Regions from separate parts of the Mus musculus genome. Here region 1 is linked to region 2. The links are chromatin contacts, called in public Hi-C maps. All regions are on one chromosome and are shown on one strand. The core of a region is the stretch at or near the end of the contact, and the rest is flanking DNA. Distances in the headings are between cores, read along the strand shown. Region 1 has its middle 11 kb from the start of 1700027F06Rik. Region 2 overlaps Vmn2r27 (vomeronasal 2, receptor27).

What was found. A called contact is a pair of places that touch in the nucleus more often than the background predicts.
Region 1: a contact with region 2 is called in a Hi-C map of pre-megakaryocyte-erythroid progenitors, with 5 times the contacts expected there. The contact joins two enhancer-like sites. A contact is called at or near these places in 3 of 484 Hi-C or Micro-C datasets (LSK cells, macrophages and pre-megakaryocyte-erythroid progenitors) and 1 of 115 datasets of contacts at active chromatin or transcription factors (large pre-B cells).

Annotation. Positions count from the first base shown.
Region 1 is chr6:124,372,189-124,378,753 of GRCm38.p6, reverse strand. No RefSeq gene overlaps it. Among named protein-coding and RNA genes, the nearest start is that of 1700027F06Rik, 11 kb to the right of the region's middle. Within about 2 kb of position 3,058, at least 133 of the 459 cell types and tissues checked have an H3K27ac peak or open chromatin away from gene starts, as enhancers often do. A contact at or near this core is called in pre-megakaryocyte-erythroid progenitors, where this site is marked.
Region 2 is chr6:124,199,745-124,206,082 of GRCm38.p6, reverse strand. It overlaps Vmn2r27 (vomeronasal 2, receptor27), which reads left to right. Exons shown (of 6, transcript NM_001104642.1): 4 at 5,360-5,584. Among named protein-coding and RNA genes, the nearest start is that of Vmn2r27, 29 kb to the left of the region's middle. Within about 2 kb of position 3,747, at least 35 of the 459 cell types and tissues checked have an H3K27ac peak or open chromatin away from gene starts, as enhancers often do. A contact at or near this core is called in pre-megakaryocyte-erythroid progenitors, where this site is marked.

The DNA.
Region 1 (6,565 bases), core at 1,809-4,308, 170 kb before region 2:
GCACACACATGCACACATGTCACCATGGGCTTGCTTGGTCTTCCATTGAGATTCTTTTTATTTATTTATTTACTTACTTATTTATTTTGGTTTTTCGAGACAGGGTTTCTCTGTATAGCCCTGGCTGTCCTGGAACTCACTTTGTAGACCAGGCTGGCTCAGAAATCCGCCTGCCTCTGCCTCCCAAGTGCTGGGATTAAAGGCGTGCACCACCACACCCGGCCCATTGAGATTCTTTTAGCCAACAATCTGAATCTAGAGTTAGAAATAAGCACCACAGAAGAAACACCCACTCGCACCCATTCTCCTACTCTGCCGCTAACCTGCTCTGTCACCTGCCACTGAAAACTCATCCCCACCCCACAGTGTTGCTGTCTCAAGAGTGTGATGTAAATGGCACTGCGGCATATGCAACCCTCAGCGTAGACCTTTATTTGGTTAAATGCAATAATCTCGAGGCCTATGTAGATTCTCGGATGTATCAGTAGTTATTCTTCCCATTTCTGGTAGTATTCAATTGTATGAAATAATATTGCTAAGAATATTTGCTACAGGCATTTTGTGAACATTGTCCCTCCATCTTCCAGTGTTTTCTTCTTGTAAGTTGAGGAGAAGACAGGGCTCTGTGTGTCTCCCTAAGCAGTTTCTGATCCCTTCTTGATTTTTTGTGTCACAAAGGATTCTATGTGGTTTCCTGTGCTACCTTCAATGTCTCTGATAAGCACCCAGAAGAGGCCCATGAAGATGAGATTGTGAGTGGGTATGAAGTCCCCTGGGTGTGAAGACCTCAGCTCTTCCAAACTGGCAACTCACCTGGGATCTGTAGGATTTCATTAGAATGTTCTCATAGGGGCTGGCTTTTGTGTGGGTGACCCCTGTGTGGGTTAGGATTACTCGAATGTCTTGGGAATGTATGCATTTGGAGCTTGTCCATCTCCCAAGTTGCCAGCCGTGGAACACTGGCCTTTGCCCTCTGGGCACAGGCACATGCTCATTGCTTCTGAGATGGAGTGCAAGCAGATAAGCTTCCCAGATACAAACAAAGGTCCATTTTTCTACCCTTAGACTAGGTGCAAGAAGTCATTCTGGACTTCGGAACCAACACTGGTGCCAAGAAAAGTCTTCTGACCACACACAGAGAAGCATGAGACAGCTGTGTGGATCAGCCAGAGGCGCCTTTCAGAGCCTGGCAGCTTTGAAAAGAAGTGCAGTTTCTGCAGAGTTCTGTACTGTCCACAGTTTCAGGGCTCTTCAAGGGTCTTTGCACGTAGCACCTGTGTGCAAGCAGGGAAAGTGTTTTAAACTCCAGTGAGATACAGTTAGGAATTGGAACCAGAGGTCTGAGTTGTAAAAATCAAATAGCACACTCAGAAACAACGGAGCCTAAACAAATTAGATGTTATATCAAAGCTTGTGGAACTCAGTGCCAACAGGCCTGAGAGGGAGTTTGACCACTCATGTGTACAGTAAGAACCTTGAAAAAAAAACTCAGAATAACAGTGTTACTTCAGGTTTTAGGTGAGCAGGAATTAGAGTCCATTACCTCAGAGACAGAAGTAATAGCACAGAGAGCTAGAGACTAGAAAAGTTGTAAGGAAAAAGAAACAGCTTTGTTTGTTTGTTTTTTTTTTTTGAAAGATCAAAAACTTGATAGCTCTGAAGCTATATGAACTTGGTTTGTGTCAGCCTGACTGGGTTTGGGCTCACCTAGGAGACACAATTCTGGGTGTGTCTGTGAAGGTGTCTCTTGAGAGGTTTAACCCACCCTGAACTGGAGACGAACCACTCCATGGGCCTGGAGTTCCAGACTGAATCAAACGGAAGAAAGAGTCAGCTAAGCACAGCCATCTGACACCCTCTGTCTCCTGGTCTCCCAAGGCGCCCGAAGCGCACCTGACACCTTCAGCTCTTCTTCGATGTGGTGCTTTCTCTCTCTCTCTCTCTCTCTCTCTCTCTCTCTCTCTCTCTCTCTCTCTCTCTCTCTCTCTCCCTCCCTCCCTCCCCCTCCCTCCCTCCCCCCCCCTCCCTTCCTTCCTTCCTTTTTTATTCTTTCCCTTCATCTTTCCAGGAAACTGATATTCCAAACCACTTGTTCTTCCATGATATCCACCCAACTTTTAAAATGTTCTCTATGACCCTTGAGTAGTGTTTGTACTTCTTTGCCGGGGGTAGGAGCAGAGCAAGCAGCCTAGGTTGACGGCACCCGTTTTGTAGCTTTGGCCCAGATGGTGGAATGAAATGAGGAGATAAGGAACATGGCCCTGCTCACCTCTTTGCTTTTTCTCTCTGCATCCTCTTGCCATGCCAAAGCCCTTCACCAGTCCCTGCCCCACTTCCTGCCATCCACTGAGGTCCATTGAGGCTCCCGCGTCACCTTCAGGATCAGACTCCCAGGGTTTCAGTCAGTTCCCTGGATGCTCCTAGTTCTTTGCAGTTGATTTTGGGTCTGGAGAGTTTACTGTTTTGGTGGGAATAGGGAATTGTGGTTCAAAAACAAACTACCCCAGTTAGAAGAAAGGCATATTTTGAGAATACACAAAGCCATTTGTGTGTGTGTGTGTGTGGTTTTTTTTTTTTTTTTTTTTTTTCCTTTTCTGAGACAGGGTCTCATTAAGTAGTGTTGGCTGGCCTGAAATTTACTTTGTAGACCAGTTTGGTTTGGAACTCATAGAAATCTGCCTGCCTCTGCCCCCCTTCACTAGGATCAGAGGTGTACTCCACCACGACCAGATGTGGTCATTTCTGAGTTGTTACATGAAATACCATTATTGATACACGCAGTTGAAATTTCCTATTTCCCGTGCCCCTTCACCTCTGGACAGGCCAGTGGTGAGCCGGCTAGTTTAGTAAATTCTGTAGATAACTACATTTTTGAGAGAAATCTAAGATAGCACAGAACGCTCTCCCCGACAAGTGGAGATCACAAGGCCTCCTCTGCAATGTGTTTATCAGACACTAGCAAGGATGTGGCGAGCTTCCCTGCTCCTTGGTAGCCAGTGCTCGCTTTAACTGCTGTGGTTTGTGAGGGGAAGGAAACTGGCAACGCCCAGAGACTACAGCAGCTGCCTTCGCATTCAGGAAAAGGCGGTTAGCCCTGATTCTACTGTGTTGTAGCAGGCCAGCCAATGTCTAACTGCTAGAGTTTGGATTATATTCTATTAGTAAACTGGCTGTGGACAGGTTCCTGTTCGGAACTGCAAACCCTTCTGTTTATATGCGGAAGCTCTGCGGGCTGTTCTGCTGAAGGCTCTGCTGTGCGTGCTGGAGCAAAGTTCAGGCTCTGACTCCAACAGGCTGAATGCACAGACCTGGTTTTGAGTGTGGTCAGCTTGGAGCACGAGATACCTCAGATATGAGAATCAAGGAGAAATATTGGCTAGTCAGTGACTGGAGAAGACATAATCTTTTTTTATCTGACTTTTTACCTGTGGGCAAAGCATAAGATCGGGAGTAGGACAACTTTCTACTTTGCCTCTGTGGGAGAAAGAGCTTCACTGGCTTACTTCCGGTCACCTCTGTGTACCCCTGACAGGGAAGTCATTCTTTCAAACTGTTCAGATCTCTGCACCATACATCACATACTTTCCAGTGGGTTTCTCCATCTTCCTATTTCTATTATGTCTCTCAAAAGTTGTTTTTTTTCCCAACTTTTTAGATTAATTTGATTTTTATCAACGAGGTTCTATCACATCTTCATCTTTTCCCACGGGATAAAACAAGTTATTGGAAAGTATCCAGTAAGCTAAATATAAGAACCCAGCCCGTTTTGGGCATGCTTGACTGACTTAACTTTGAGCTAATCTGGACCCAACATTTCTCTCTGTCTGAGCACAAGCCACTCACCAGGGTTTCTCCTGTGATAATCTAGGATAAAGGTGGATGTATTATCAGTGCTGTGAGATCATATCTCTAGCTGCTCACAAAGCAGTTCAATGACAGACACCTGGTGAGTAGGACCAAAGTGTTTATTATTGGAGAACTTATGTAAAAGGGGAACACAATGTGTCATGGTCCTATCCTAGTACCACTATGGCAGTCTCTGAACTTCTAGCCTGGACCGTAGTATAGCTTGTCAGTACAGGCACATGGATTTCTCCTCCAGTGAGATCCTAGACTCTCTGAACTCAGCAACCTGAACATAGGGCTTCTCTTCCTCCTGCAGAAGTTTCTCGTTTCCCAGATCTTCTTCTTCTTCTGAGCAGTGTGAAAAACAAATAGAAATAGGAATTTTAGAGCCTCATTCTATTTAATAAGACCAAGCTGCCAGATAGTCTCAGGGAACCATGAAAAATGTGGGCAAGGCAAAAAGAAGCAACTAGGCTAGTGTCTATATAACATTAAACATACATTTAAACAAGAAACACAAACTATGCTTAAAGGGACCCCACGTTACAGGGAATATTCCAGATCTCCCTTGAGAATGGCAATAAATGAGCAGCAAGGAATCCCACATTTCCTCTTTGGCTGGGGGCCTGTAAAGTATGTAATTAGGCCTGCTTTGGCTGTGAAGAGCTATGGAGTGCACCCTCCACCCCAAAGCCTGCTTCAAGAGACCTCATGCTTCTCAGAGCACTCCTAAGACTTTATAGAGTACCAGACTCTGAGCAGATCGAAATCAATGATGTTTTTAAGTTGCATTTCTCATTTTGTTTTTCTTTCATCCTGAATTAGGCCCAAATATTTTTTTTCATAAACCACGCGACTGTTATAACTGGGAACCTCAAACTCCAATGTTTTCACATCCTCTCCAAAATAATCTAGAAATAACAGATGACAGGGTAAGGCCATTGTGCTTAAAACAGGAAGTGATGAACCTCTTCAAATTTTGTCTTCCAAGGAAGAACTGGCACTGGATAGCTCAAATGCTATCTTCCTAGTAATAAGAATTAGTAGAGCCTCTTGTTCAAACACAATTCATATTTTCAATACAGCCACTGCAGAGCAGCGAGCCAGGAGCAGGGTGCTACTTAGCCACCAAGTTCCGTTCCCTTGACAGCAACCTTGGGCATACCCAGATCATCCACTGCACAGGCGTGAAGCTATGGAGGAACTGTAGAATCAGTTCCTCATTTCTGTAATGTACAAAATATCCTTCATTTTTGTAACTGTATTCTGGGCCATTGGTCTTCCATCCACTAAGAGGAGACAAGGGTCCAAGGTGCAAAGCAAGGAGATGGGCTAGAGTTGTTCCTAGGATTCCAAAAGCCTTGAGAAAATTCTGTATTATTTACTTTATGGGGCTGTGCAAACTCTGTGGTCCCTTCAAATATAGCCCCCCCCCAGAGTCTATACTTGAAAGCATCCTAGGTTAATTGTTAAATGTACCAAATTCAAAACTGTATTACATTACCTACTCCAAACAAAACACTCAGCACATGCCAATGTTTCAGAGAAATAATAGTTTGACATTATTCACTACCTTTCAGTTTTTTAACATTTTTTTTTTAAGTTTGAGAAATATTGTCACAATAGCTAAACCTTAACATGGATCTGAAACGGTTAGAACAGTTGTGGACAGGGATCACAAGGGTGTCACACAAGTGTCAGAGTGAAAACGTAGAGTTTACAATAGTCAACCTAGCATTCTATTTCTTTCAGAATGGTCCCCCAAGGCCAGAACTCTCCCAGATGACTAAGACCACGGTTTCTCAAAGCCCCATTCTCTCAGTTTATCTTCCATACAAAGCTATGCCCTTTCCTCACATGGGCCCCCAAGGGCAGATCACTCTCTGAACTGCACAGGAGGACTCCCACTCCACATTGCCATTACACTGCTTGGCCATCGGCCAGGGAAGGAATGTTCTTAAAGACGGACATGAACGGTGAAGAAGAGATGAGAGCCAGAGCAGAATCTCAGCCTTGACATTTTTCCTCTTATAAAGACGCAGCATCTCCCGGGCCTCATAACGAGCCGCCATGTTCAGACTGTGGAAATAGCCAAGGTTCTGAAGTGGGACTCAGGAGTCATGAGAACTCCCTAGGTGATGATTACACTTAACCAGCATGCCAAGGAGGGCAGGGCCTCCATCTGTTCCCTGCTCTTTCTCATGCTCCTCACCTGGCCACCATGGGTGACATTCACGTCACTCGTGACTGAGAAAGGTTGAGTGAAGACTATTCTGACACATCTTTACATAGATCCTCCCCTGAATCTCTCAGATAATCAATCCCCCCCCCCTTTAATGGTCCATGGGTATCCCTAGATTCTCTGCTCAGTCTTATCTTCAGTCAATCTTCATCTACTTTAGATCTTGAATCTGTGACCCCACTGACCTTACTGCTCTTATAAATGACACCGTGCTTCCTTGATATTTCTATCCCAAAGACACACAGTCTGAGAGTTTGGGGGAACAAGTGACGTTGTATCCCAAACAAGTGGCGCCTCCCACCCACTGCCCACAGCTTTTGGCAATCCAGGCTCCTGGTGTTTTTCTAAAGCTACCTTGGCATTTTGATTTCTTTCTGCATTGATGCATCATCAGGAGAAGGAGAAAAAGGAGGAAGCAAGGTCCCAGGCTGAAACCAAGGATACTTGCCACAAAGAAGATCCCGGGCCCAGGGTTTG
Region 2 (6,338 bases), core at 2,498-4,997:
CCATGGTGGTCTGATAGGATGCATGGGATGATTTCAATATTTTTGTATCTGTTGAGGCCTGTTTTTGTGACCAATTATATGGTCAATTTTGGAGAAGGTACCATGAGGTGCTGATAAGAAGGTATATCCTTTTGTTTTAGGATAAAAACAAAAAAAATTCTGTAGATATCTGTCAGTTCCATTTGTTTCATAACTTCTGTTAGTTTCACTGTGTCCCTGTTTAGTTTCTGTTTCCACTATCTATCCATTAATGAAAGTGGTGTGTTGAAGTCTCCCACTATTATTGTGTGAGATGCAATGTGTGCTTTGAGCTTTACTAAAGTGTCTTTAATGAATGTGGCTGTCCTTGCATTTGGAGTGTAGATATTCATAATTGAGAGTTCCTCTTGGAAGATTTTACCTTTGATGAGTATGCAGTGTCCCTCCTTGTCTTTTTTGATAACTTTGGGTTGGAAGTCGATTTTATTCGATATTAGAATGGCTACTCCAGCTTGTTTCTTCAGACCATTTGCTTGGAAAATTGTTTTCCAGCCTTTCACTCTGAGGTTGTGTCTGTCTTTTTTCCTGAGATGGGTTTCCTGTAAGCAGCAGAATGTTGGGTCCTGTTTGTGTAGCCAGTCTGTTAGTCTATGTCTTTTTATTGGGGAATTGAGTCCAGTGATATTAAGAGATATTAAGGAAATGTAATTGTTGCTTACTTTTATTTTTGTTGTTGGAGTTGGCATTCTGTTCTTGTGGCTGTCTTCTTTTTGGTTTGTTGAGGGAATATTTTCTTGCTTGTTCTAGGGCGTGATTTCTGTCCTTGTATTGCTTCTTTTCTGTTATTATCCTTGATTCGTGGAAAGATAATGTGTGAATTTGGTTTTGTCGTGGAATACTTTGGTTTCTCCATCTATGGTAATTGAGAGTTTGGCTGGGTATAGTAGCCTGGGCTGGCATTTGTGTTCTCTTAGTGTCTGTATAACATATGTCCAGGCTCTTCTGGCTTTCATAGTCTCTGGTGAAAAGTCTGGTGTAATTCTGATAGGTCTGCCTTTATATGTTACTTGACCTTTCTCCCTTACTGCTTTTAATATTCTCTCTTTATTTAGTGCATTTGTTGTTCTGATTATTATATGTCAGGAGGAATTTCTTTTCTTGTCCAGTCTATTTGGAGTTCTGTAGGCTTCTTGTATGTTCATGGGCATGTCATTCTTTAGGTTTGGGAAGTTTTCTTCTATAATTTTGTTGAAGACATTTGCCGGCCCTTTACGTTGAAAATCTTCATTCTCATCTATTCCTATTATCTGTAGGTTTGGTCTTCTCATTGTGTCCTGGATTTCTTGGATGTTTTGAGTTAGGATCTTTTTGCGTTTTGTATTATCTTTGATTGTTGTGCCGATGTTCTCTATGGAATTTTCTGCACCTGAGATTCTCTCTTCCATCTCTTGTATTCTGTTGCTGATCCTCGCATCTATGGTTCCAGATTTCTTTCCTAGGGTTTCTATCTCCAGCGTTGCCTCACTTTGGGTTTTCTTTATTGTGTCTACTTCCCTTTTTAGGTCTAGTATGGTTTTGTTCATTTCCATCACCTGTTTGGATGTGTTTTCCTGTTTTTCTATAAGGACTTCTACCTGTTTGGTTGTGTTTTCCTGTTTTTCTTTAAGGACTTGTAACTCTTTAGCAGTGTTCCCCTGTATTTCTTTAAGTGAGTTATTAAAGTCCTTCTTGATGTCCTCTACCATCATCATGAGATATGTTTTTAAATCGGGGTCTAGCTTTTCGGTTGTGTTGGGGTGCCCAAGACTAGGTGGGGTGGGAGTGCTGCATTCTGATGATGGTGAGCGGTCTTGATTTCTGTTAGTAGGATTCTTACGTTTGCCTTTTGCCATCTTGTATTCTCTGGAGCTAGTTGTTATAGTTGTCTCTGGTTAGAGCTTGTTCCTCAGGTGATTATGTTAGCCTCTATCAGTAGACCTGGGAGACTAGATCTATCCTTAGTTTCAGTGGTCAGAGTACTCTCTGCATGCAAGCTCTCCTCTTGCAGGGATGGTGCCCAGATATCTGGTGTTTGAACCTGCCTCCTGGTAGAAGTTGTGTTCCACTCACCAGAGGTCTTAGGATCCCGTGGCGGATCCTGTGTGGGTCTTTGTGGGTGTCCGGAGACTCCCCCGGGCCAGGGACCATGGTGCTGCAGTGGGCCGTCAGGAAGGGCTTTTGTTTTTTTTTTTTAAATTAACGTAATTATAGTTCTCATGTCCTTTTTAACTTCTTGAAAGTTTGTTGTTCTGAAGTCTACTTTGTCTCTCTTTAATACACTATGTCCAACTTTCTTTTGATTAGTATTAACACAGTATACTCCTGCATGCCTTGTTAATCCACTGTTGTCTCTTTCTTCCTCCTTTCAATTGTTTGAGTATTTTCTTCTTGCACACAATGTGTTTCTATCTAATCCACTTCTTGCTTCCTCTCATACACTTTCTCCCTCATCCATATCACCTATCTTCCCAGCTACATGTGCTCTGTTTTGTTAAGCCCAGTGAGTCAACTTAGGTCTACACAATATGCATGAATTAAGGACCATGTATTCTAGCAGTGGTAAGCTTACACTTCCTCTATAGCAAAGGGACACTTACTAACCCTGTTGATTTCATGTTAACTAGCACACAGTGAAGTATTGGCAGCTTTTTGTTGTCAGGTTGAGTATTGTGTTTTATTCCAACGCATTTCTGTTTCAAATTCATGCATTGAGAGAACTCACCTTGAATTGATTATTAATCTTTTAATATGAATATCATGTGGGGATTTTCTATTTGTGGGCAGTTGATCTTTGTTATCTTTTCTTTATCTGATTTTTTTAATTTTTAAAAAAATTCTTTTGACTTCTTTAGATTTAATTGAATATTTTTTATTGTAGTTTTTCTTATGTAATATCAGTTATAGATTAAAAATTCTGGTGGTTTTCTAATATGTTCAAGACACACTTAAAATTATTGCTTGTCAGCAATGCTGGGTCATTCGACAACCTTTTTGCTTTCTCTTTCCTATTTGTTGTAACTGTGCTGTCAAGCATTTCATTTATATAAAGATGTAGCTATGTGGTATTATTTCCACTTTGTGGTTTTGATCAGATTATAGTCTACTACATAAACAAAGAAAATACAAAGCTCTATTTTACTATGGCATTCTGCTTTACTGCTCTTTTCTTTATATCAGTTTAATTTTCTAGCTTATACAATTTTCCATTTCTCTGAAAGTTTCCTTTAACATTACTACAAGGCTGGAACATGATCAAAATATTATTACTTTGTATTTTTATCTCAGGTCACATCTATTTGCCCTTCACTTTAAGAGGACAATTTTGCTGATTCAATCTTATGTGTTAATCATAGTCCTCTCTAAGGAAAAGGTGTTTTTCACATTTATTTTTCAGAGAATTTGTTTATTTGCTTTTTTTATTTTAAATTATGAGGTTAGATTTAGTTGTTTTTAATATCCATCCTATATACCCTATTAAAATTATGCATTCTTTGACAGCTACATATAAGCTTACAATAACATAATATCATCTGTTCATTCATACTTCCTCTATCCCTTCTTTCTCTCCATCCTCACAGATCCCTCAGTCTCTCGCTATGTCTCTATCATATATGGACATATTTTTTTTTCATGACCCGCTGCATTTATGACCCAAAGGCCTTCCATGTGGGCATGAGCATGCAGCTATCTACTGATGCAGAAGGAAGTCAAAAGGGGTGGTGAAATAGGGAAGTGAAAAGGGGTGGCTGATGACAATGATTTCCTCTCCTTTAGAATCACTTGGTTTCTAACATTGCTCACGTGAGTGGCTCGGCCCCAAAAGCCACCAACCTCATCTTTGGTTAAATATTTTTATGGCCTCAATCTTTTGCTGGTCTTATACAGGCAAACTTAGCCCCCACAAGCTCATGAGTGCCATTACCATTTCACACCTAACAGATAACATTTCATGGATCTCCTACCCAGCATCTGGCTCTTGCATTCTCTCCATCCCCTCTTTCACAATGTTTCCTGTGCTTTGGGAAAAGTCACATGGCTGTCACATTTAAATATTAGCACTCAATACTAATTTTTTCCAAACAGTAATATTCTGGGCAAAGAGAAGATTCTTAGATATAATCTGACAATGGCAGTATTCTATTTGTGTAAATATGCAGGATGCAATTCCATAATGTGTCTTCTGGGCCAAACAGAAGAAGTTGGCTCTGCCATAGGACCACTGATCTCCCCAGACATGGATGTTGAATAAGTTTTCACTAACACATGTGAGTCCCTCTTGTAAAGAAGTCCTCAAATACAATCACTTAGCAGTTGCTTATCTTTGTAATAGTTGTGTCAGTATTTCTCCAGTATGCAAATTGTGTCTGGGAAGTTGGTATTATAGAGTGCATGGTCCACAATTGGGAAAGGCCTCTGCTGACTTTTCTTCCCCAGTTCAGCTCCTGCCAGTGAGAAATAGGTCAGAAATACAGACAAGGAGAACAGACAGTAGGGAGAAAGTTTTCACCTTAGTTCCAGCCTCCCTTCTGTGTCCTGCAGCAAAGGTGTGCTGTGTCTTAAGGAATAGGGTCTTACTATCTGCTTTTTAGTATAACCAAGGGCAATGATCACAACCTGCATACTCTTGGGGTCTTTTGGGGATCTTCCTAACTGCCACAGGGATTTTAATAGATAATAAACTGTAATAATTCTGTTTAAATTCTTTTTAAATTAGGTTTTACTTTGTAACTAGCTCAAAGTTTTGCTTTATGTGTGACTTCATACATCTTCAGGTTTGGTTAACTTACCGCATTCTATTCTCTCTGACTCTCATCCGTCTTTGCAGCTCTCTATGACATGACTCTATGCATTTCTATAGCACATGTGTTCTGCTTTCCCATTCTGCCTTATTTACAACAATCACATTTTAAAATTTGAAATTTTCATTTTAGTAGAACTCTCTTAAATAATTTATAGTTGTGAAAAATTGCAGTTTTCCCTGAAAAACAAGTATGCAAAAAGTTTAACATACCTCATTCAAATTGTTCTTATTTTTCAAAAAATAAAAAATTAGAATCTGGTGGACAGAGTCCTCCTTCCATTACCAAGTGACTGAAAAATGTTCAGTTTTCAAATTTGAATAGTGGTGACAGTGTTGGTAAATAGTATATGACTATGCTACTGTGTGCATAGAGCACTACTGCTACCATGTATTAGCCCTGTGATAAATGTTTGATAAACTGAACACTGATGAAAGTCACAGGAACATACATTCGTAGAAAGAGAGGGCAGTTAAAGTAGCCAGGTTTATGTGCTTCTCAGTGCTTACAGTGCAAGCTCTGATCACTATTTTCTCTTTTAGCTCCATCCATTCTTACAAAATGGCCAGTTCGTGAGACTCTCCAATGAGGAGAACATTGTGAACAAGGAGGGTTCAGCAACCAAACTTGACATCTTTAATTACCAGTCTCTGCAGAGCGGTACTGAAGGTCATGTGAAGGTTGGTGAATTTGTCTTCGAACCTCACAGAGTTCAGCATTTGTCCCTAAATGAAGAACTTATAAGGTGGGGTGAATACCACAATATGGTGAGTATTCTTGAAGTCATCACTGTGTGCTGCTCTCAGAGTGGAATTCCTCAGAGAACAGGGTTAAGGGATTGCTGAGTGCCATCAGTCTGAGAGTGCCCTTACTTCATCCATTCTAATGGTGAATACCAGAACTTTTTGCCTGCATAATCACTGTAAGAATTACTTTGGGATAATTATTCAGATGGTTTCATCCTTGTAATGAACAGATATACTCATGGCCTACCTATAAAAAAAAAAGAAAAAAAAACAACATCTTGGTCAGTTTTCTGGATGGATCATACATGTCAAGGCTCTAGTGGAACTGCCTTTTGTAAATAAATAAAGGCATGTGGACAAAACCAGTCTCTGCAAATGAGGATTTAAATATAAATAATAATAAATATAAATATAACTTTTATTTTCATGAAGTTAATTGTCATCTCTGAGGCTTAGTTCCTCCATCTGCTAACCAAACCCTATTTCTAGATGCTTCTAGACTCCTTACAATTTATTCTAGGCCTAGAATGTTTACAGCCTTTGAGACTTAGTGCTGAATAAGCTTACCCTCTCTATCTCTTTCTGAGTTCAGGCTTGCTGGTTCAACTCAGCTCTTCAGGCTTAAACCCTTCTACAAGTTGACTGGTTCAGTCTGACTTCTAGTCTCTGACTGAATTTCCTCTGCTTGGCCTCATTATACCTGTGGAAATATGTTCTAATCTTTTGGCTCCTTTTCATATTCTTACTGTTTCTGTCTTTTCCTGTGTTTAGCTTG